Linked DNA regions of Sus scrofa: all the other regions are linked to region 1. Evidence: chromatin contacts called from public Hi-C and HiChIP or PLAC-seq data. All regions are on one chromosome and are shown on one strand. The core of a region is the stretch at or near the end of the contact, and the rest is flanking DNA. Distances in the headings are between cores, read along the strand shown.

Evidence for each region. Hi-C and Micro-C count contacts between places; a contact is called where the count stands out from the background. HiChIP or PLAC-seq counts read pairs in DNA pulled down with a chosen protein or histone mark.
Region 2: a contact with region 1 is called in a Hi-C map of retroperitoneal adipose tissue, with 2.1 times the contacts expected there. The contact joins two enhancer-like sites. A contact is called at or near these places in 5 of 47 Hi-C or Micro-C datasets (embryonic fibroblasts, mesenteric adipose tissue, omental adipose tissue and 2 more).
Region 3: an H3K27ac HiChIP or PLAC-seq map of alveolar macrophages shows a contact between it and region 1. The contact joins two enhancer-like sites. A contact is called at or near these places in 1 of 47 Hi-C or Micro-C datasets (embryonic fibroblasts) and 1 of 2 datasets of contacts at active chromatin or transcription factors (alveolar macrophages).
Region 4: an H3K27ac HiChIP or PLAC-seq map of alveolar macrophages shows a contact between it and region 1. The contact joins two enhancer-like sites.
Region 5: an H3K27ac HiChIP or PLAC-seq map of alveolar macrophages shows a contact between it and region 1. The contact joins two enhancer-like sites. A contact is called at or near these places in 9 of 47 Hi-C or Micro-C datasets (brain, embryonic fibroblasts, epiblast stem cells and 6 more) and 2 of 2 datasets of contacts at active chromatin or transcription factors (alveolar macrophages and skeletal muscle).
Region 6: a contact with region 1 is called in an H3K27ac HiChIP or PLAC-seq map of skeletal muscle, with 7 times the contacts expected there. The contact joins two enhancer-like sites. A contact is called at or near these places in 4 of 47 Hi-C or Micro-C datasets (fibroblasts, heart right ventricle, retroperitoneal adipose tissue and 1 more) and 2 of 2 datasets of contacts at active chromatin or transcription factors (alveolar macrophages and skeletal muscle).
Region 7: an H3K27ac HiChIP or PLAC-seq map of alveolar macrophages shows a contact between it and region 1. The contact joins two enhancer-like sites. A contact is called at or near these places in 1 of 47 Hi-C or Micro-C datasets (embryonic fibroblasts) and 1 of 2 datasets of contacts at active chromatin or transcription factors (alveolar macrophages).

Annotation. Positions count from the first base shown.
Region 1 is chr10:65,815,514-65,818,402 of Sscrofa11.1, forward strand. No RefSeq gene overlaps it. Among named protein-coding and RNA genes, the nearest start is that of AKR1E2, 120 kb to the left of the region's middle. Within about 2 kb of position 1,453, at least 29 of the 83 cell types and tissues checked have an H3K27ac peak or open chromatin away from gene starts, as enhancers often do. A contact at or near this core is called in alveolar macrophages, liver, omental adipose tissue and 3 more, where this site is marked.
Region 2 is chr10:66,730,828-66,733,716 of Sscrofa11.1, forward strand. No RefSeq gene overlaps it. Among named protein-coding and RNA genes, the nearest start is that of KLF6, 240 kb to the left of the region's middle. Within about 2 kb of position 1,359, at least 14 of the 83 cell types and tissues checked have an H3K27ac peak or open chromatin away from gene starts, as enhancers often do. A contact at or near this core is called in retroperitoneal adipose tissue, where this site is marked.
Region 3 is chr10:66,581,886-66,584,774 of Sscrofa11.1, forward strand. No RefSeq gene overlaps it. Among named protein-coding and RNA genes, the nearest start is that of KLF6, 95 kb to the left of the region's middle. Within about 2 kb of position 1,351, at least 9 of the 83 cell types and tissues checked have an H3K27ac peak or open chromatin away from gene starts, as enhancers often do. A contact at or near this core is called in alveolar macrophages, where this site is marked.
Region 4 is chr10:66,558,937-66,561,825 of Sscrofa11.1, forward strand. The region is part of intron 1 of LOC102157904 (a long non-coding RNA gene); the gene reads left to right. Among named protein-coding and RNA genes, the nearest start is that of KLF6, 72 kb to the left of the region's middle. Within about 2 kb of position 1,520, at least 13 of the 83 cell types and tissues checked have an H3K27ac peak or open chromatin away from gene starts, as enhancers often do. A contact at or near this core is called in alveolar macrophages, where this site is marked.
Region 5 is chr10:66,508,339-66,511,227 of Sscrofa11.1, forward strand. No RefSeq gene overlaps it. Among named protein-coding and RNA genes, the nearest start is that of KLF6, 21 kb to the left of the region's middle. Within about 2 kb of position 1,448, at least 23 of the 83 cell types and tissues checked have an H3K27ac peak or open chromatin away from gene starts, as enhancers often do. A contact at or near this core is called in alveolar macrophages, liver and omental adipose tissue, where this site is marked.
Region 6 is chr10:66,404,931-66,407,819 of Sscrofa11.1, forward strand. No RefSeq gene overlaps it. Among named protein-coding and RNA genes, the nearest start is that of KLF6, 82 kb to the right of the region's middle. Within about 2 kb of position 1,506, at least 28 of the 83 cell types and tissues checked have an H3K27ac peak or open chromatin away from gene starts, as enhancers often do. A contact at or near this core is called in retroperitoneal adipose tissue, skeletal muscle and subcutaneous adipose tissue, where this site is marked.
Region 7 is chr10:66,386,456-66,389,344 of Sscrofa11.1, forward strand. No RefSeq gene overlaps it. Among named protein-coding and RNA genes, the nearest start is that of KLF6, 100 kb to the right of the region's middle. Within about 2 kb of position 1,451, at least 9 of the 83 cell types and tissues checked have an H3K27ac peak or open chromatin away from gene starts, as enhancers often do. A contact at or near this core is called in alveolar macrophages, where this site is marked.

The sequences.
Region 1 (2,889 bases), core at 203-2,702:
AAGGGGCTTCCCCCAGTAGCTCTACATGCACTAAGACGGAAGGACGGGTTAAAATCTAGGCAAGTAAGTCATGAGCAAGAAGAAATGCTTGTGTTTGAAAATGACAAGTTCTCATTTATGTGTCACCAACCCTAATCCAATATATTCCTGAATCGTATATTATTTATATGGACTTATTTTTAAAGCAATTGTCCCATGTTTTTAAAGCAGATTTAAGAATATGGTCTAAAAAAGCCTGGACCAAGTTTCAATATATAATGATGGAATCTCTTCAAATAACTCAACAGGCACTGAAGGATTCATGCTGACTGCGGTATGTCTCAGAGTCAGAATCTGCCATCAGGACATACGGTGTAGGTAGGTTTGCTTTCACATTGATTTTTCTTCTTGTTTCAGCCTGTGTGATTCCCTGACTACCACGGTTGAGGTGGCTGTTTTAATTTGGTTACGGCCAAGGCAAGGCTGTGTTTATCACCTTGCCCACATTTTTCCTTCAAACCAGCGCATGAAACTGAATTCAATGAGCACTGCTGAAAGCAGGTCTAAGAAAGGCATTTGGCTTCAAGGTCCTCTGCTGACCGTAATAAATTGCTCGTGAGACTGTAGATCTGAAGACTTTATTGTATCCAAACTGGCTCTGAGGAAATGCTGAATTTCATAAATAATAATAACAGCAATGACGATGAACTTGGATGTGTCAACTTTCCAAGCAAATTGGAGCTGCACGTAACTTCAAAAGGAAGAAATGCTTTTGCTAGCTGTGGACTTAGAAATGCAGATGTGTCATACTTTAGGCTCTTGATTAGAACAAAACCCTGACAAATGCAGAATCATTTGTAAAAATAGGCATGTGTGAATACTACACATATTCTACATATATACATCATATGCAGTATACACACACACAATACTATGTAAAACTACAGGTATAGAAATACGGACACAAACACAGGCATACATTTAAAAAGCACACTATAAAAATATATATGTTCAAAGATATAAAGTATGCTAAAGTACATAAATGCTATAAAAGTGTGCATGTAATATATGACTATTATTAGTACATGTATTACATACACATATGTAATATATTACACATTAATACCATTATTAATATTAGTAGTATATTCTAAGTATATAGACTAATATATTTTAAAATATATACTCTTTTAATACACACTATAGTATATACTGATGTATTTTTTAAAACTGAAAGAAACCTAGTTTCCTTTTTATTTGTGTTCCTACGGGTGGCAGCCGCTTTTTTCCGGGTCTCTCTCATTAGCCGTGATTAGGATATTCCCTAATTCTAAGTCCTCATTTCTCAGTGTAGACTGTGGGTCCCCAGCCTGGGAGGAGGGAGCGGGGTTTCCCGGTTTTATAAACACAAGTCTCCCTGGAGATTCCTACCAACAGAGGACGAGGCTCCCCGGACACTTACTGAGGGTGGCCACTAGGGGGCACAGGTGTCCACGTTTCTGCATTTGGGGCAGCTGTGCTTCCCTGGCGCTGGGAAACTCTGATTCAGATCATTGCTGCAATTAGAGTTTTCAGGTGAAGATTTCCCCGTCTTTTCAAGTCTTTTCAGCCTTGAAACAAATTACATTTTATCGTTGTAAAGGTTAATTCAAATTCAGTGAACAATTTGGAAAATACCTAAGGTAGGACCACAGAAACAAAACCAAGGATGACCACTAAAATTTCCATCATCAAGAAATAAATATTCTGACAATATTTTGGTTTTCTGCCTATATGTTTTTGTGTATTTGTGTGTGTGTGTATATATATATAATTATATTATGAAATGAATGTTACAAAATGAATATAAATGAAAATTATATTATGAAATACCCAAAATTATATAATTTAATATATAATGTATATTTATATCTTATATCATATTTGCATATACCATATCATTCATACATGTATAGTTTTCAAAAATGGAGATTGCTTTGAAATACTCAATTATATTCTGTTTCTCTTCTCATTTCATTTATACTTTTTCTCAGTTTGGGTGGTGAACACATACATTTCATGACAAAATATATGAGAATTGAGCACTCTGCAAAAGGGATTCAGCATTGTACTGACTGTGGGCTCCATGAAATAAAATGAGGGCAGGGGGTTCCCCTCACGGCTCAGTGGTTAACAAACCCGACTAGCATCCGTGAGGACGCGGGTTGGATTCCTGGCCTCACTCAGTGGGTTAAGGATCATGAGCTGTGGTGTAGGTCGCAGATGCGGCACAGATCCCGAGTTGCTGTGGCTGTGGCTGTGGCCAGCAGCTGTAGCTCCAATTCGACCCCTGGCCTGTGAACTTCCATATGCCACGGGTGTGGACCTAAAAAACAAAAACAAAAAAAAGAAAAGAAAAAAAAGAGGGCATATCTCCAATTTTCATCAGCACGTCTGGGTCACAGACTCAGGAGAGACTTCATTGCAAGCTCATATTCTACCCTACTTGCTGCAAAGAGCCTTAGCTAGTTTAAGGATGTCAAAATCTTAGCATATCCTATTGCTAAAAGCTCTGGTTTTACATGCGGTACCGTGGTACGACTTTTATGCCTTAGAACTTTCCATCTTGCCATCTTCCAGCCTTTGGAAGACATGTTTTCTGCAGTATTTACTTGGAATATTTTCCCATCATTTTTGTATTCTATTGGGTAACTTGGAAAGCTTGACTAATATAATCTTTCAGACTGCCAAGAACTAACAGGCAGAAATTAGATCAGCTAAGTTTACTCTTTCTCTTAATAAATATTTTGTGAGACTCTGCTGCAGTCTGATTCATGGACAAATGTTACACAAGGCAGACTTTGCCTACTTTCTAGCCTCTGCCTAAAATGCCACTCTCAGCAGCAAAGTGATGTGTTTCTCTGTCACCTC
Region 2 (2,889 bases), core at 109-2,608, 920 kb after region 1:
CGTTAAAAAAAAAAAAAAATAGCACTCTTAAGGAAAAAGAGAAAGCCAACAGAATAATTCAGGGAAATAAAATTTCCAAGTGAACAGACCAAAGAAAACAAGTTTGAAATGTGCATTCGCACTTGCCTAGTAAGATCTCCCTCTCAGGAAGAGGAGGGCGTGGCTTCCTTTGTATTGAAGTGTCCTTGATTTACAGCAGTGATTAGTGCCCTAACTTCTTTTTAACTGTGTGAAAAAGAACTCCCAGGAAAGCCCACATGGGGTGACAGATACCTGTTTTACTAATTCTAAGGGGGCAACCACAGGGCACCCTAAAGCCGTGGAGATACCCTAGAGCTGCTCACACGCTCACACACTATCAGCCTGGTCACGCCTTACTAGAGAGATGGTCCCAGAATATATATATGTATGTGTAAATTATCTCATTCCCTTCCGTTACAGGCTGTTGGGAATGAAGGATGAAGCTAGCATAAAGTCATGATGCGGTTTCGTAGCCTCTTATAACCCTATCTTATGGGAAAGTGGCCCGAGAAGGGAGAGAAAATCATTTATTTTTTTGTTTCCATTTATAAGGTATGTCCCCAGCTGCTTCTCAGGTGGGTGTGAAGTCACCACAACCGTGGTTAGTTGATCGACTGGGAACTAAATTATTAAACAATCCTTTGGAAAGTCAAAGACCTTCTTCACACTCTTTTTTTCCTCTTTCTTGTTTTTAGTGTTTTTCATGACATTTCAAATTTTGATCTAAATGACAGCAATAACTCTCTTCAGATTCCCAAATATTATAATCTAGCAGTTATTTCTTGCGGCATTATGCTGGCTCGGATGGCGGAAGCCACTCCTGGACAGTCTAACAGGCACCCAGCCATCAGACAGGGGACCTGGGAAGTCCCTGGGAGACTTAATCAGTGCCAGAAGGACAGTAATAATAATGATAAACTTGAGCATGTTTTCGTGGAGTGAGGGGGCAGACTTACTCTGAGAAAAAACTTAAGAGTTGATGGGAGATGAAGAGAGAGAAACGAGAGCCCTTAGAAGTGTCTCAGAGGATGCCTGTGCGGCCGGCGGCTTTCACTGACACTCGGAGTTTGCATCAGTTAACAAGAGCTGGGTAGAGACAGAATGAAAAGAAAGACATTTGAGACTGGATTGAGCAAAGTTTGATCTCAAAGGCAAAAAGCCAGCTTTGAAAAAGATTCCGAAGTCACGATGGAATGAAAAATCCTTCTTCTTTGACTTTGAGGCGTTCATCTTACTCCAGGGAAATTAGAAATTTCTTAGAAATGAGCTCCACTGGATCAGTGACATGGAAAAATATCTTCACCACAAACGAATCATCGGAGAAACAACTCAGATCCTCAAGTATGCGGAGCCATTGATGCAAAATGCATTTGACTCATCGTTGGAAAGCGAGTTTTATTTAGCTGTGAAGCTGGCATGATATTTTTAGAAACAGTACAGTTCGTAGAGTTTTAAAAGTGCTGAATGTCTTTAGCAGATGGTGTGTTTAGGGACGTGCCGCAGTGACCAGCCTGGGCCAGGGGCTGTAGCCGGTGTCCTGCCTTCCCTCAGGCTGGGCCCGGGTGCAGCTCGATGGCCAGGCAGCCTCTGGGCTGAGTCTCTGACTCCCCCCCGGAAACCCCTGCTGAAGTCTTCAGATTCTCCAGGAACCACATCAGAATCTCAGAACCAGTCCTCTAGTCCCCCCTTGAACCTGAGGGGGCTGTGAGCCGGCCGCGGTCAGCCTGGAGCAAGGTGGGCTTGCACCTGGCCTTCTGCACAGCCCCTTGCACGTCCCCAGCCGCCTCTCGTTTTTCAGCAGATGAGATGACATGGAACGCTGCCCGGGGGACGCTCTTGCCGCTTTACCGGAGTGGACGCTCGGGCTGACGCTGGGCCGAGATTTCCTGAGGAGCATGTCGCCTGCTCAGCCGCCCCTTCCCTTCTGGGTAACGGGGTCCGCGGAGGCCCAGCATCACCCTTCCAAGGGAGGCGCCCGTGGCCGGGCGTCCAGCAGGCTTCAGCCATCCAGGACACGCCCGGCCTCCCAGTCCTCTTGCCTCCCTCCTCTCTGTGACAGGATCACTCCCCACATCTGGCCCCAAATGACAGGGACCGCCAGTGCCCTCCTGAGTCCATCCACCACAAGGAGAGGGCAGATGAGGTACCAAGCAAAAGCCCACGTGCAGGAAATCCAGCCTTCTTTCTTTAAAAAGAAAATCCTGTTTCTTTTTTGAAAACTCACTTGTTGATTTACGGTATTATATTAGTTTCAGGTATACAATAGAGTGATTCCGAATTTTTATAGCTTAAACTCCATTTAAAGTTATCACGACGTAACGGCTCTGCTCCCTCGCTGTGGAGTGTGCCCTTGCAGCCTACTCTGTACGTTACAGCTGTGCCTCTTCAGCGCCATCCCCGTCTTGCCCATGGCCCGTCCTCTCCCCACTTATTATCACGAGTCCTCAATATCGCGAGTCTGCTTCTGCTTTCTTGAATACATCCTTTTGTTTTATTTTTTAGGTGACAATATAGAGTATTTGTCTTTGACGTATTTCACTAAACAATACTCTCTAGGTCCATCCTGTTGTTGCAAATGGCAACATTCCATTTTCCATGGCTGAGTCGTATTCCACTGTGTGTGTACACCACGTCGCCTTTATCCAGCCATCTGTCAATGGACGCTTAGGTTGCTTCCGTATCTTGGCTGTTGTGAATAAGGCTGCCGTGAATGGTGGGGTACATGAAGCTTTTCGAATTAGTGTTTTTGTTTTCTTCAGAAATGTACCCAGGAGTGGAATTGCTGGATCAGGTAGTAGTTCTATTTTTGTTTTTTGGTTTTTTTTCACACAACTAAGATGTGAGCACATTACTGCATTTTGGATCTGT
Region 3 (2,889 bases), core at 101-2,600, 770 kb after region 1:
TGCAGTCTTGCAGAATCTGGAGCCTTGGTGTCCAAGGGAGGAGTGCTCCTGGGAACACAGCTGTAGTTTTCCCGGGTTCAAAGGGAAGGCTGCCCTTGGCCATTTTGGACTCCTTACCTCACGGAACTGAGGGCATAGAAGGAGGTCAATGCATGACCTGAAAGGATGAACCTGTCACTGGGACTGATTTCACACGGTGAGGTGCAGGAGATCGTCTCTGAAACCCGGGGATTCACTGAGTTGCTACCTGCTGCTCCTGAGTCCCATCATGATGATTGATAGGAACTCGGTAAATGCAGGACCATCAAGTAATTTGCATCCTTTATCAGTAAGATTTAGGCAGAAACAAACAGACAAGCAACCAAACGGTTCTGTGAGCCAACATGCCAGCTGAAAGGCAGGGGAACATGCGTGTTCAGTGAAATAAGGAAGCTAGGAAGGTGAATTTAGGTCTTGTAAAGGCAGGTCTGCAGCATCCACATTATATGTTCATTCTTTCTTTCCTCCCTATGTCTTCTGATCCTGCTACTCTACGTGAAGGGCTCTGGATGTGGATAACGTTATCACTTTGGTTCTGGGTGGAAGTAGATTAAATTCCATAAGAATACAGTGGTTTATGGAAAATGCGTTTCCTTGTGCTGGGTATGCATGTCTTTCTACCTAAAAGAAGGAGGACTTGCGTGCTAACTGGTGAAAAGGACAGGTAATGCTAGTGATGGCCCTCATGTCCCTCCAGATCCATTTCCTGCCGCCTTCTGTCCTGTCTGTGTTCTCAGACACTCACTTCTGTGGATAGTATTGTCTGGTCTTCTTGGCCTTTGTGGTGAGTATAGCCAGGAAGAGGCACAGAAGGAAAGAGGGTGGGGTGTTTAACTCGCCTGCTCCCTCTCTGCTGGGCCATGGCCTTAGCCATCTGTGAACTTGTTGCCAAGCTCCCTAAAGCAGACCTTCCTCCATGGATGTGGCCATCCATGGTTCTGGCCAAACTTGCTTCGGGTCAAGGGATTGTAACTACTATTGCTTGTTTGCACTACTTTACTGTTGGTTTTCTTGGCACTTCTTATACTGTTGTAAATATTCCTTTTATTAACCTTGTCAATTAACCCTTGTCAGTGTACCATTTGTACCATCATTTTCCTGCCAGGACACCAACAGATGCCCTTAAATAGTTCTTAAACCTGTTTGGTTTCCCAGTCTCTACCAGTACAGTGAGTTTGGGCTACTCTAATAAAATACCATGACTGGGTAGCTTAAACAACATTTATTTCTTATAGTTCTGGAGGCTGGAAATTCGAGGTCAAAGTGCTAAAGGTTCAGTTCCTGGTAAGCGCCCTCATCCTGGGTGGCAGACAGCCACCTTTTCACTGTGCTATGGCAGAGAGAGAGAGAGTGCTCTGGTGTCGCTTGCTCTGTTTATAAGGGAACTGTTTACATCACAGGGGCCCCACTCTCATGGCCTCATCTAAACTAAATATCTCTCAAAGGTCCCGCCTCCAATACCATCACAGTGGGGATTAGCCTTCAATATAGGCATTTGGGGAACACAAACATTCAGTCCAAAGCACTGCTATTAGTAGCCTACACTCTAATCCAACAATAGCATCAGCTGTACTCTGAGTTCTGTGGCTAGACGCACATGCTACTCTGATCCCGCCCACTCTGAGCACATGTGGTCGGTGACTGGTGTTCCCAGAGCCTCACTCCCTCCAGCAGTGGGGTCGTGCTTTTTCCCAGCAGAATGAGCAGAGTACCCATCCCATCTCATTGGCTTTGCTTTGGCCAGTGGGAAGCTTTAGATTCACACTTGAAGAGGTGCTGAACATGATCTTATCAGCCACTTGGATTTCTACCATCCAGTGAGTAGAACCAGCTCGGGTTTGCTACAGAAGGAGATGGATTCAGGGAGCAGTTCTGGAACCACCTACAGCCTGGCAGGTCCAGCTCATTGTGGCAAAGTCCATCAGATATACTGGCTTCTAACAGCTGAGGAATATTTAACCTGTTAATATAAGTGTAATAGTCACAGACGATTTTATACAACAAAGAGGAGGTTATAATGGCTGTATAATAACATGAGATCTGTTGGAAGATATGCTGTTACATGGAACAGCTTATAAATTGTATACTTAATAGACAAAGGCCACACATAGAAGAAGTATTAGAAAGAAAAAATAGAACAAGAATACTAACAGCCACTTGCCTTTCTAAAAAAAAAATATTTCACAATTTCTTTATATATGAAGCAACTTAATGAAACAGAAAGATGAGGGTTTTGAAACCACACAGGCCTACACTTGAATCTCTGCTTCACAAGTCGTTGGCTGTGTGAAGTTGGAGGTTATTGAACTTCTCTGAGCCTCTTTTTCCTTATCTGTTTGCTTTCATCTTTATCGTGCTTATTTCAAAGATTATTGGGTGGACGTATGAGAAAATGTAGGTTTTGAAAAGCTACATTTTCTCATACGTCCACCTGTAACTAGTTTTCTTTTCTTCATATTATATATTTAAAAAGAAAAAATAGAGAAAAGGGAAGGGAGGAAAGAAGGAAGAAAAAAGGAAGATGTGTTCCTCAAATGAAGCAAATTACTGTCTTTGTGGGAGGGACTTGCTGGTGAACATCCTTGGAGCAATAGATCCCTCTCCAAGCAGTAATAAACAGATGCTTTATGGGATTGGGGTGCCCCGTCGTGACACTCACTATCTGTCTATCTGTCTGTCTATCTATCTATCCATCCTTTTTTTTTTGTTTTGTTTTTTTGGCTGCTCCCGTGGCATGCAGAAGTTCCTGGGCCAGGGATGGAACCCGCACCATAGCAGTGACCTGAGCCACAGCTGTGACAATGCTGGATCTTTAAGCTGCTGAGCCACCAGGGAACTCCTAAAGTAGTT
Region 4 (2,889 bases), core at 270-2,769, 740 kb after region 1:
TAATATAACTCCTGTGTTAGCTATAGTCTTGGAATTACCTCAAATTTAAAGATTTTAGTTGTTTTTTCTGCTGAGGCTGCGCCTGCTGCTCACTTTATATGCGTAGGGTTGCCAGGTCACTGAATCATTAGCATGTTTTTTCCCTAAGGTCTAATCTAATATCTGGAGGTTGAACACTCTTGGATACTCTAAGACAGCTGTGGCCGCTACACTGTATCAACAAGAATATGGCAGATTGGGTAGATTATAAAGGCATACATTTATTTCTCATGATGGTAGAGGCCGGGAGTCAAGATCAGGGGCCTAGCAGAGTGGGATCTGGGGAGAACTCTTTCTGGTTGCAGATGCCAGCCTCTCATTTCATCTTCACATGGCTGAGAGAGCAGGAGAAGGGCAAAGCAAGCTCTCCCCAGACTCTCCTAGAGGCACTAATCCCATCTGTGAGTGCCCCACCCTCCTGACCCTGCTAATCCTAATCATCTTCCAAAGGCCCCTCCTAATACTGTCACATTGAAGGGCCGGATTTTGGGGGGACACAGACATTCAGTCCCTACATCTTTCAAACCGTGGTGCCTGTACATTTAATAAAACCATCAAGCCATTGCCCTTTGCATGACTCACAAGCACTAGAGAACAACAATTTTAAAAACTGAAATTTACTGCTCTGCAGGCATACCAGATCCTTTAGTGGGATGGAAGTGTGAGCTGGGAAGGTGTGAATTTAAAACATCCCAGTCATGCTGTGGTGGCGTATTGAAAATACGAGGGAATGGATATATCTTGGGAACAAAGTATCCAGGTTGGAGATTTTGGGAAATGACTGTTCTGTCTGATAGAAAAATGGTGTGATGAAAGCATCAGAAATGAAGGCAGTGTGTGCTGATGATGCTGGCCTTCAGGAGAAAGAGGAGGACTTGAAGAATATGCCCACATGAAATAATCTCATCTTCAACTTAGTTTTTGACCTCCCCAGGCTCACAGAGCAAGAGTGTTCCTTCTTTACTGAGAGATCAGAGCTTCTCTCCTTAGCATCTGGACTTCTGCATCAAAAAGGCCATTCTAAGAGTGCTGGATTGAGTATGGCCTTCTAACTGGAAGCTGCCTCATCCTACCATGCCCCTGTCAGTTCTCCAGACTCTCTCCATAGTTCTCTCAATTTGAACCAGTCTCTCAGACTTTGGATGTTCCAGAATCCACTTTCCAGCTGAGTCCCAACCACTTGGCTACCTTCCCCAATCTCACTTTGAGTTTCCTGGGAGACATGGGCCCTGACTGATGGGAATTGGGGCAGCCTGTCAGAACCCATAGTGGCGTCTAGTATCCGTGCAGCTGACATGTGCATTATTTAGAAACCACGGGGTATGTAAAATGGGAAGAGGTCCACTTGGCAGTTCAAATTGGCGCATGTCTGTCTTGTGACACTTCCTCTGCTTCCTGGAATAGAATTCAGCCCCTCTTCCAGAACCTCCTGCAGAATATGTGACTTGCATTTGCAGAGTCGGCCCTGGGGCGTTTCATAACTCTGCCTTGATAACCACGTGGTAACAAGATTCACATATTTAGCAAGCTAAGAGCTTGGGATGATAAGTGGTATTAATAACGCCTGTCTGTGCTCCGTATCGCCTGACTTGATCAAGTAAACGACTCCTCTCACCCTAGCATGTTGAGTACAATAGCTGATTAATGTGAAATAAATCCATACAGTTCAGAGGAAGCTTTTGCTGAACTGGAATGAACATTTGGCACATTTAGCTGTAATTGGAAGTGAACCTTTAACCAGCAGATCCCGTGAAGGGGGTGCTTCTTCCTAAGTGCGCTTGTGTCCTGGCCTAATCACGTGACACTGGACTACTTGGGTCTTCATTTTCTTTTCTTTTCTTTTTTTTTCTTAATGACAAGAGTAATACATTGTTTCGGGGATGAGTAAATTTTATTCATTATTGCACCTTTTTTTGTTGTTGTTGTTAAAACTTACTGCATAAATACTTGGAACCCTGAATTCCAGATGAAATGCCTGAGTTTCATCCGTACTGGCTGTAAACACTGGCCTACTGTTCATGTCTCCCTCTGGTGTAGGTCTGTACCCATCAGCGTCCATCTCTCTCTATATGGCTTTGGTTTTGCCTACCTCTCTTGGGATTCACTATCTTGTCCTTTTTATCATTCATCTTTATCATATGTCCCCCTTAAGTGGCTCTTGGATGTTTTCCCTGAAATTGCTTCTTGGGAAGCCCCCAGTAGCTCTCATCTCCATAATGGGCTTGTCTGGCTGTGGGCCGCCGTCCCGTCATCCCTGTACTGCTTCCTGGGAATGACCACATCCCAGCAGGATAGCCATAACAGTTTCTAGTACCACCCCCAGAACACCTACAGGGGGCAGGTAGGAAACAAATGCACAGTGGAGTTAGTCAGCTCTTTCCTCCTCTGGCTAAGGCTGCTGCCCAGAAGAAGGGTGACTTTGAGACACATGTGTCTTTTTGTGGCCATCAGCCTAGGCCCCTTCTCAGCAGCCCCTTGACCCCATGGTCAGTGAGTCTTTCACACCCGCAGTCCCTGGATGGAGCAGAGGAGGACTGGCACGGTGTCCCGCTCATGTGACCCCTGTCTTCCTGTGCAGCCTGCTCTCCTTTCTCCACTGGGCCCTGTCTTGTGGTCAGTGTGGTATCTGACCTGGGGTCAGCTCCCTTTTCCTGCTCTCATCACTCCCAAGTCCGGAGTCCTTACCTCAGCCCCCACTTCCCACATCCGGGCCCCACTTTCCCTTGGGCACTGTCCCCTCACCTGCAAATTGGACCCAACAAAGTCTCTTTAATTGGGCTGTTGTGAAGGTTTTAGGAGATGCTAAAAGCAGCTGTCGTATGGGGTCAGCAAACGTCAGTCACCTTCTTC
Region 5 (2,889 bases), core at 198-2,697, 690 kb after region 1:
GGGTTGCCACAGGATCAGCCCTCATCCTGTGCAGCCTGGGCTTGCGAGGCCCACTGCTGCTCTGCAGGTGTCACACAGCTGCTGTGGACCGACCGTTGTGTCCCCCGAATCCACACGGCACATTGAAGATCACCTCCTGTTAGTCTCCCCCAAACCGTGAGCACAGGATTTACGGTCCCTGTTTCAGGATGGTGGTCCCTAAGGCCCAGCATGCCCGTGTCCCTGACCCCAGCCCATCACCCAGACCTTTAACAGCTAAACTGTCCGTGACCCCTCAGCAATGCCGAATAACTGGGGTGTTAGCCAGGCTCACGGGGAGCAGGTTTTCATCGAGGCGTGGCAGTGACCCGGGTCTCCTGGGCTGGCACCCCAGGTGGCTTGTGAGTCAGGAGAGGGGCACTGGGGTGGGGCCGTCAAGCAAAGCTGCATTTTCTTGTCCATTCACGCCATTGTGGGAAAATCTGTCAAGCCTCGGGAAAGTGGCCGGACACGTTTCTCCGTAAGCTCCTGGGCACACATGCAAGAGGTGCCACACCCCTGACCTCACAGAAGAGGGAAGGCCTGGCTGAGGCTCCCTGAAGAAATGCAAGGCATGTCCACATAAATCTGGATTGTCAGGCAGTGACTTGTGCCCTGAGAGGCCCTGTGGGGCAAGAGAATGAGATGGGCTGGAAACTGAGTTCCAGCCCTGTTGGCCACGTCTGAGCTGTGTGGCTGTGGGTGAGTCCCTCGACCTCTCTGAGCCTTCACTGCAACATCTTGTTTGCGAGCTGTTGCTTGCCGGAACTTGTTTGCATGTATGTCCTGTTTCCTAAGTCTGCAAATTCAGCAGGTCAAAAGCAAGAACCCGAAGGATGAGAGAATTAACCGAAGGGGATGGATCCCACACGGGGACCCTGGCTCACGACCTTTTCTGCAGCTCATTTAGTCTTCCATTTTAATTAATGTGTCCGACTTCTTTTTTGCCTAATGCTCCTTTCCACAGAGTCGGTGGTGACTTTATCTCCATGCACAGTTCTTTTTCAAGCCCCAGATGTTTGGCATAGAAATGAACCAAAAAGCTGGGGTTTGAGATGCTTCTCTGCTTCCTCAAGAAAGTCTGGAGAGAGGACCCAGCTGAGCAGCCCGGCCGGGCGGGCAGAAGGGTCCTCGGAGCTGCAGCTCTGGTGGAGAAATACCTCCTTAATGCAGTACATGGAGAGCAGGAAATGAGGTGCTTTTACTGTTTTATTGCTTGCGGAGTCGAATCGAAGTCAAGAGGCAGAAGTCACGACGACTCAAGAGGTCTTGAAAACATGGCAAGCCTCTTAGAGAATGGCACGCTTTTATACAGCCTGTGCGGAGAGAAAATTGTGATTAAGGATCTGTAATTTTTATTTGCAGACTTTCAGTTCTGCTCTCACTTGGTTGAAACCATCGTTTCCGTCTTTCATTTCCTGTATTGGGTATGTCCCCGAGAACAGCTTCTCTGCACGTCTACACTGCCTGGATCTCGGCACTTTGAGGAGCGGGGCCGTGCCTGTGCCTCCTGCCTGGAGGGAGGACTCTGGTTCACCTCTAGGAGCCCTTGCCAACGGGGACCTGAGCACGCGAAGGTCTGGGCGCCCGAAAGGGTGCTCGTACCCATGCCCACAGCCACGCACACAACTGAAGGCTGGAGAGCAAATGCAGAAGTCGCTAGTGGGAGAAAATGCCATTGCCAACTGCACATGGAACTAAGGTTTCGAACCAGATGGAAAATCAGAAGATTCTGAGGAACTTGAAAGTTACCCGAGAACTTGTGCTCTGAGATTAAAAACTCAACCTTTCTTCATCCTAAATATCATGCAGATTCTGACTCCTAAATGTGCAGCAAAAACCTCAAAAAAAAAAAAAAAAAAAAAAAAGAAAGAGTAAGGAGAAACATGCATGTTTTGTGTGCATTTTGAAAAAGAAGGTACTGGTCAATACCAATCTTTAGTTTTCTCCCTGACGCTAAAAGTGAAGCTCGAATTCCTTGGCTGAGCATGAAACCGGGAGCTCAGACGCGGAGAGATGAGGCCATGGGCGCCTCCGGGCCTGTGCTGGTCACACTCCCAGCGTTCTTGTCGCGGTCCACCACCTCCCAGGCCTTCACCATGTTGAAAGTTTAAGAGCACGTATCCCCCGGGGCATTCTGAGAATGTCCTAGAACATATTTGGAAAGGGAAACAGAAAGGCCCTTTTATTTTTTAGGAACCATTGTCTCAATGATCTCATCCTGGAGAGTGACGGGAAGGACCCAGGCAGCGTCAGCTCTGATTCTGGCCTCTGAGCCCCGTGCTGCCCGAGGTCTGCTTCTCGAATCCACCTCAGGGCTGCGCGGGGGCCCCTGGCTGTGATCCCGGGGAAGGAAAGAGGGAGGGCACGGCCCCCCAGCACCCGGGACCCACCTCGGAGCATCCTGCCTCTTCTGCAGATGGGCCCGCGTGAGCGAGATGCACAGAGCTCTGCTCCCCGCCTCCCCCCCCCCCCCCGCCTCCACGGGGAGCGGGGGTGGGGGTGGGGGGTGGAGGAAAGGACAGTGGTCGCTCCCTTCCAAGTCACATCCTGCCCAAAAGCTCCATCAGGAGGAAGCGGCGTGGGGCCACCGTGACAGAGGACTTCAGCCTGGCGGTCTTCCTCAATCACCCTTTTTGCTCTTTTGTCCTTCACTGTCCTTGGCCCTTCCTCCCTTAGCCCCCAGGGCTCTGCCAGTGCTTCTCCCTGTGAAGCCTGAAAATTTCACAAGACACAGACCCTAGAGTATCTCCTAGGACAGAGCCTGAACCACAGGGGCCACTCTTAGAAACAGTCCTTTGCCTTGTGGTTGGGGGGTTCGCTGGGGAGCTCTTGGGGCTCTTTACTGTCCAAGGTTGAGACCTAACAGCT
Region 6 (2,889 bases), core at 256-2,755, 590 kb after region 1:
TTCGGCTGTCACCGTCAGAGTGTGCATTAAGCAGATCTCCGTACCTTTGGTCGCCTGTCAGGGTCACCATGCCCGGAGATAAGCGCCCCAGAAAATAGCTCCCTATCGTGTTGCTCCAATTCGCTCCTTACTGAAGTCACGTGTATCCACAGAGGTCAATGTGCCAGGTGCGAGACTAAGCACAGAGGCTGCAAAGCTGGTGGGTTGTGACCTTGCCCGCAGGGAGCCCCCTGGCACCCACCCTCAAGCCCTCTGACTGGGTAGAAGTAGCCGATAACTTTATCAGGTCCTCGACGACTGGTCCTGAGGTCAAGGATGGTGATTTGACCTCCTTGGTGACTATAGCCAATGGTTATTCTTCACGCATTTTTTTCTCAGCCACGCCCACAGCATAGGGAAGGCCAGGGATTGAATCTGAGCCACAGCCACAACCTAAGCCAAAGCTGCAGAAACGCTGGATCCTTAAACTCACTGCACAGGGCCAAGGATCAAACCCATACCTCAGCAGTGACCTGCACTGCTGCAGTCAGATTCTTCATCTGCTGCGCCACAGCAGGAACTCCTTACCAAGCATATTTGACTAATAAATGATTAGCAGCCTCAGGAGCAAAAAGGAGCAGGGCAGGGGAGTCTGGGGAGACCGGTTTGTGTCCGGGGGCAGACTTAGGCTGGGAGGTCATCCAGCCTTGGGAATGCCCTGACTATAACTGACCCCAAGGCTCAATTTTGCCAGGAAATTCTCCTTCGAGGGAAAGGTGGACTTGTTCTAATTTACCACGTTCCTCGCCTACCTTGAATTCACAGGCGTCTCCGGGAATGTCTAGAAATGTGAGATGATGGCTTAAATAAAGTGGGCAACCCAGCAAACCGCTTTGAGCATGTGTGGTAAGGGTCTGGAAATGAGGCCACTCAGCCTGCAACAGAAGGTGTTTCACGGTCTGGGTGGCTCTGCCCCCAGGGTGCAGTAAGGCTTCATGGAATGTACTGACAAGCAGAGGGAGACCCCCCCCCGCCCCACCCCGTGGATCATTGCCCATTAACTCCTGAAGCCCAGTCCCCTTATCCCCTCGTTCTGTGGCTCAAGGAGGAGCGTCTGTCGTGCCTCCTGATTCCTTGTCTGTTGTGGGTCTTGTCATTAAATGGAGCGAGCAGCTTTAATCACATGCTCTCTGTCTCCTGTTTCAAACCCTGCACAGTATCTGTGGCCTGGAGTTCCCTGTGACGTCGGTAATAAGTGACTCATTTATCTCTGCTGCTGGCTGCCAATCTGAAAGTAGGGGTTTGAAAGAAAGGACCTGAGCCATCTTTCCCTTCCTGCCTTCGATTCGTAATAGGAAAAGCCAGAGGGAGGGCGAGGGAAAAGCCTCTGCAGCTTGAGTGTGGAGAGAAGGCCTGGGGACAGTTAGAAAACGCCTCCTTTCAGGTCAGACCAGTATCTCCGTCCTTGTCGTCAGGGGTCCTCGTGGCTGACGTGGACTCTGGTGAAACACCCCCCAGCAAGCGAGGTCGGGTCACCAAGTTCAGTCCCACCTAGAAGCTCACCAAACATTACCTCATCGCTAAAGAACGCCCTCTAAGCGGGCAGACCTTGAGGTCGGATCTTTTTGCCAGGTCTCCGGAATTTTCCTGCTTTCAAAACCGTCACAAAAGTGACCCCTCCGTCTCCAGAGGAAAGCAGCTTGAGGCAGCATCTTCCTGATCAATAAGAAAAAGGAATCTCAGCTCATTGAAATTTCTTCAAAGGGAGAGAAACTATCAATTTCGAAAAATACCAGTACTGAGTTATGGGGAGATATGAAAGAGAGAAAAATCAGCAAGCATTTCAGGAAAAAAAAAAAAAAGCCTCAGAAGACATTTCCTGAGACTTGATATTTGAGACTCAAAGATTTCAAAAACAAACTTAAGGTTCCCGAAGGGGAAGTGTCAGCGAGGGATCCGTTAGGAGGTTGGGACGACAGACACACGTTACTGTGTGTAAATAGATGAGTGACAGGGACGGGCTGTAGAGCAGCCTCCTCAGAGCCGTGCGATAACCCAACGGGAAAAGAATCTGAAAAGGGTGAATATTTGTATATGGAAACCTGATGTACTTCGCTGCACACCTGAAACTAACACCCCTCTATAGGTTAAGTGGTTAAGTACACACCAAGACAATTTAAAAAAAAAAAAAAAAAAAAAGAGTTGATGTTTAAAAGACTGAAAACAGTGGAGCCTCCACCTCTAGGATGGACTCCCTGGGCGGGGGTGGGCTCCCAGGTAAACCCAGAAGCACCAGGTTCTCCGACTCGCCCTTCTCTCTGGGCACCAGTAAAGCAGTGCTCGCACTTCCAGCTTACAAAGAAAACTTAATGCCAGAAAGGAAGCCTAATGTCAGTCTCTGCTCTTGCTGAGGAGGGTGACCGGCCCAAACGGGGCACCCAGAAGGATTTGTCCTGTGGGGACACGTGACGCTAGCGGGTGCTTGCCCTGACACAGGCAGGGTGGGCAGGTGGGCTCTAGGGAAGGGGCAGAAAGCAAGTGACAAGCCGTGTAGACCTTGTTTTCCAGCCGTGTGGGTACAGGGTGGACGCAGGAGGTGAAGATGGCAAGAGTCCGGGAGTAAGGATGGACTCTGAGCTGCGTTCCACCCCTGTGGGGGCGAGTTATCCCGACTCCCCATCATCGGCCCGGCTGGCCCCACGCAGAGACCTTCCAGCAAGTGAGACGTAAAGCTGATCAGGGCAGCAGGACCCAACCTCAGAGCAGGGCGTTTCCCTTTCAGAGAATCAGAGGCCAGTGTGGCTCTGAGTCTGTGTGGGAGGAAGTGTTTACTAAAGCTTAAAAAGCGAAAAGACTTGTCTAATTCAGGTAACTCGACTGCAAAGAGCCTTTACTCAAGATAACCTGGTA
Region 7 (2,889 bases), core at 201-2,700, 570 kb after region 1:
TTGGAGTGGCACTGAGTTCCACTCTGTACATGCAGTTCACGGGACCGAATCCCACCCTCAGAGACACTTGGAGAGGAGAAGCTGGCAGTGAATGCTTCTTGCGGTGGAGCAGGAGCTGTCACCCAACTTCCCAGTTTCCGGGAAAGCCAGATAGCCTGTTATAACCCCGTGCTTCCTTCTAACAAAAGAGACAAAATGTCTACACTCCCTTCAAGGTTTGGGGACCTTGTGACCTATGCGGAGCATTTCAAGAGAGAAACTTGAATAAGACTTTCAATTAATAGCAATTTTGCCTTTCCTAACATGTCACCGAGGTGGGGCTCCTTCCCAACCCCTTTCTCCCACTTATTTATACAGAGGCTGGTCCCCACATTTGTCTAGAAAGTCCCTGCTTTGCATGTGTGCCCAGCCGAGGCAGCGCTATTTGCATGTGCTGTGTAGCTCCGTGCTGGCAGCCTAAGAACAGCAGCGTTGCAGAAGCTGAGGTATATTCTTGGACTGACCCCATTCACTCAATCACTCCCCAGATACAATACAAGGCTATTGAAGGGTCGGAGACCCTGGCGGATTTGAAGGCTTTGTGCTCATTCCAGGATGTCTTTGTTCGGGTAACAATAGGTGACATCCCACATAATGCAGGCCATTTGTACCACTGCCTGCTGGAACTTCCTGTTTGGAACGCGCGGCAGAGAGGTTGCTGAAAAGCCTGGGTAGGCGGCGAGAAAGGAGCCAAACAACGCCGGATTTCCAGGATTTTCTCTGGTTGAGGATGAAGGCAATTAAATGGGTGAGGACCCAGAGAAAAGACAGCATTGCGCTGGGCGACCCGCATGCTTGAAAGTGGGTTTACAGGTCTGCGAACGCGCCGGACTCCTGCAAAGCTGGGCCCTCACGCTGAGGCAGGTGGCCCCGCCTGGGCCCTCTGCTTTGCTCCCAGAGCACCTGCCAGCTTTCCAGCACCTCAAAGCCGGGCCTTTCCCAAAGACCATCATTTATCAAAATAAAAGAGAGGATCTCCTGGAATTCAATACTTTTTTGCTGTTTACATGATTTGGGGTATTGAAATCTGTCGAGTGAAGGGAGAGAAGCAATGTATCTTCTTAACAAAGTGTCTCTGGAGAATGAGGCCAATCCTGGCACTTGCTGACGGGACTTCCACAGAGACAGAGTGATCCCCATCTGGCCCGCTGCTCACGCGTGAGCCCGGAGCCTACAGACGGGCGCTGGGGAGGGGGGCAGGTTCAGGGCCCCAGCATTGGCCGGAAGGGTCTCAGGTCCCAGCTGGTCACCTGAAGTCTTGAGCAAGTTCCTTGACCCCACTGAGCCCCTGCTTCCTCCTCAGACAAGGCGGGGTCTTGCTTCTGCGTGTGGGGAGGACGGGGTACACAGAGCCCATCCCGGAGGTGCCCGCGGGACTCGGATGGGTGGGGCAGTTTCTCCACGCCCAGAGCACATCCTCCCCAGACCCAAGGACCGGGGTTGAGCAACAATCCCATGACATCTGAGCATTTCCAGCAGCCTCCCAAAGAAGTTTCATATGTCTAAACCCTTTGAAAGGGAGGCGTATAAACTAGGCATATTCTTCTCTGAGGAGGGTCTGAGTTTTACAGGCAAAGCAAGGGAGCCCGAGCTGGGGTTTGCTGATGTCATAGAGGGAGGCGAAAACAAATATTTGGAAACTTTTTTGGAAATGACACAGCAAGGATAAGAACCCAAGAGCATGCTAAAGGTACAAGACAGACTCTTATGTGCTAACAGTAACACTAGTTTACAAGGATTGAGCTGCTAGAATGGGACGGACACTGCTATTCCCTCTCTACGCAATATTATTCATCATTCCTGGGAGGGACAGGTCATTTTTTTCTAGATACAACAAATGAGAAAGCCGATTAACATGATCTGGTAGGTACTTGATCTTGGACATGAGAGAAGGTTGGATGCGTGTGGCAGGCACTCTGCTGAAAGCTTTTGATGACGAGGTAACACCATGTAATACTTATTTCACTGATGTGAGAGGTAAGGAATGAACCGCTTTGAGTGGACGCATTTCTCAGCCTCACCCAGACAAACAAGTGGACGCAAACCTGACTCTTTAATGTGGTTTGCGGCAAGCGCCTTTGTCCTTCTCCACTCCCGCGGCATCACTGCGCCTGTCTCAGGGCCCGAGAACACACATGGCAACCCCCCAGCTGTGTGAGCTTGGGCAAACAATTTAACCTCACTGTTCCTCGAGTGCCCATCTGTAAAATGGACTAATAGTAACAGCCCACACTGGAGCAGGTGTTACAAGGACCAGGTAGCGAAGTTGATGCTCTCAAAACCCTTGCAGCAGTGCCTGGCGCATAATAAGTGCTCAAGAACTGTTAGCCTATAAATTCCTGACTCATTATCATCACTCCATCTGAGCTGAGTGAAAGTCTCACCCAGAATAAATAGGCACAGAATTCAAGAACTTGACAGAGTTGCTTGGCGGCTCAGGGGTTAAGGATCCATCACGGCTCTTGTTCCGTCCCTGGCAGGGGAAGGTCTGCGTGCTGTGGGCGTGGCCAAAATAAATGAATAGGAGTTTGATGCGTTCTTATCTGCCCTCCTAGCCCTTCAGGAGCTGGCCACCCTCCCCAGCGAAGGTCATTGTCGGTTCTCCCGGAATTATGCTGCCCACTGCTCTGCCTGCACCCTCCTCCTCAGCTCTCTTTGGGAAACAGCAAAACCAGCTGCCAGGCACCAAAGGGCAGGCGGTCTCCCCCCACCGCCCAGTCCAGCCCTTGGCCTCTCGGTCAGTCGGTATTTTTGTCACATTCTCTGGAAACACTAAGGCGTCTCTTCCAGCATTTGCACCTAACGAAGCTTCTTTCTTTGGATGTGTGGCATTAGGCTTTCAGCCAGAGT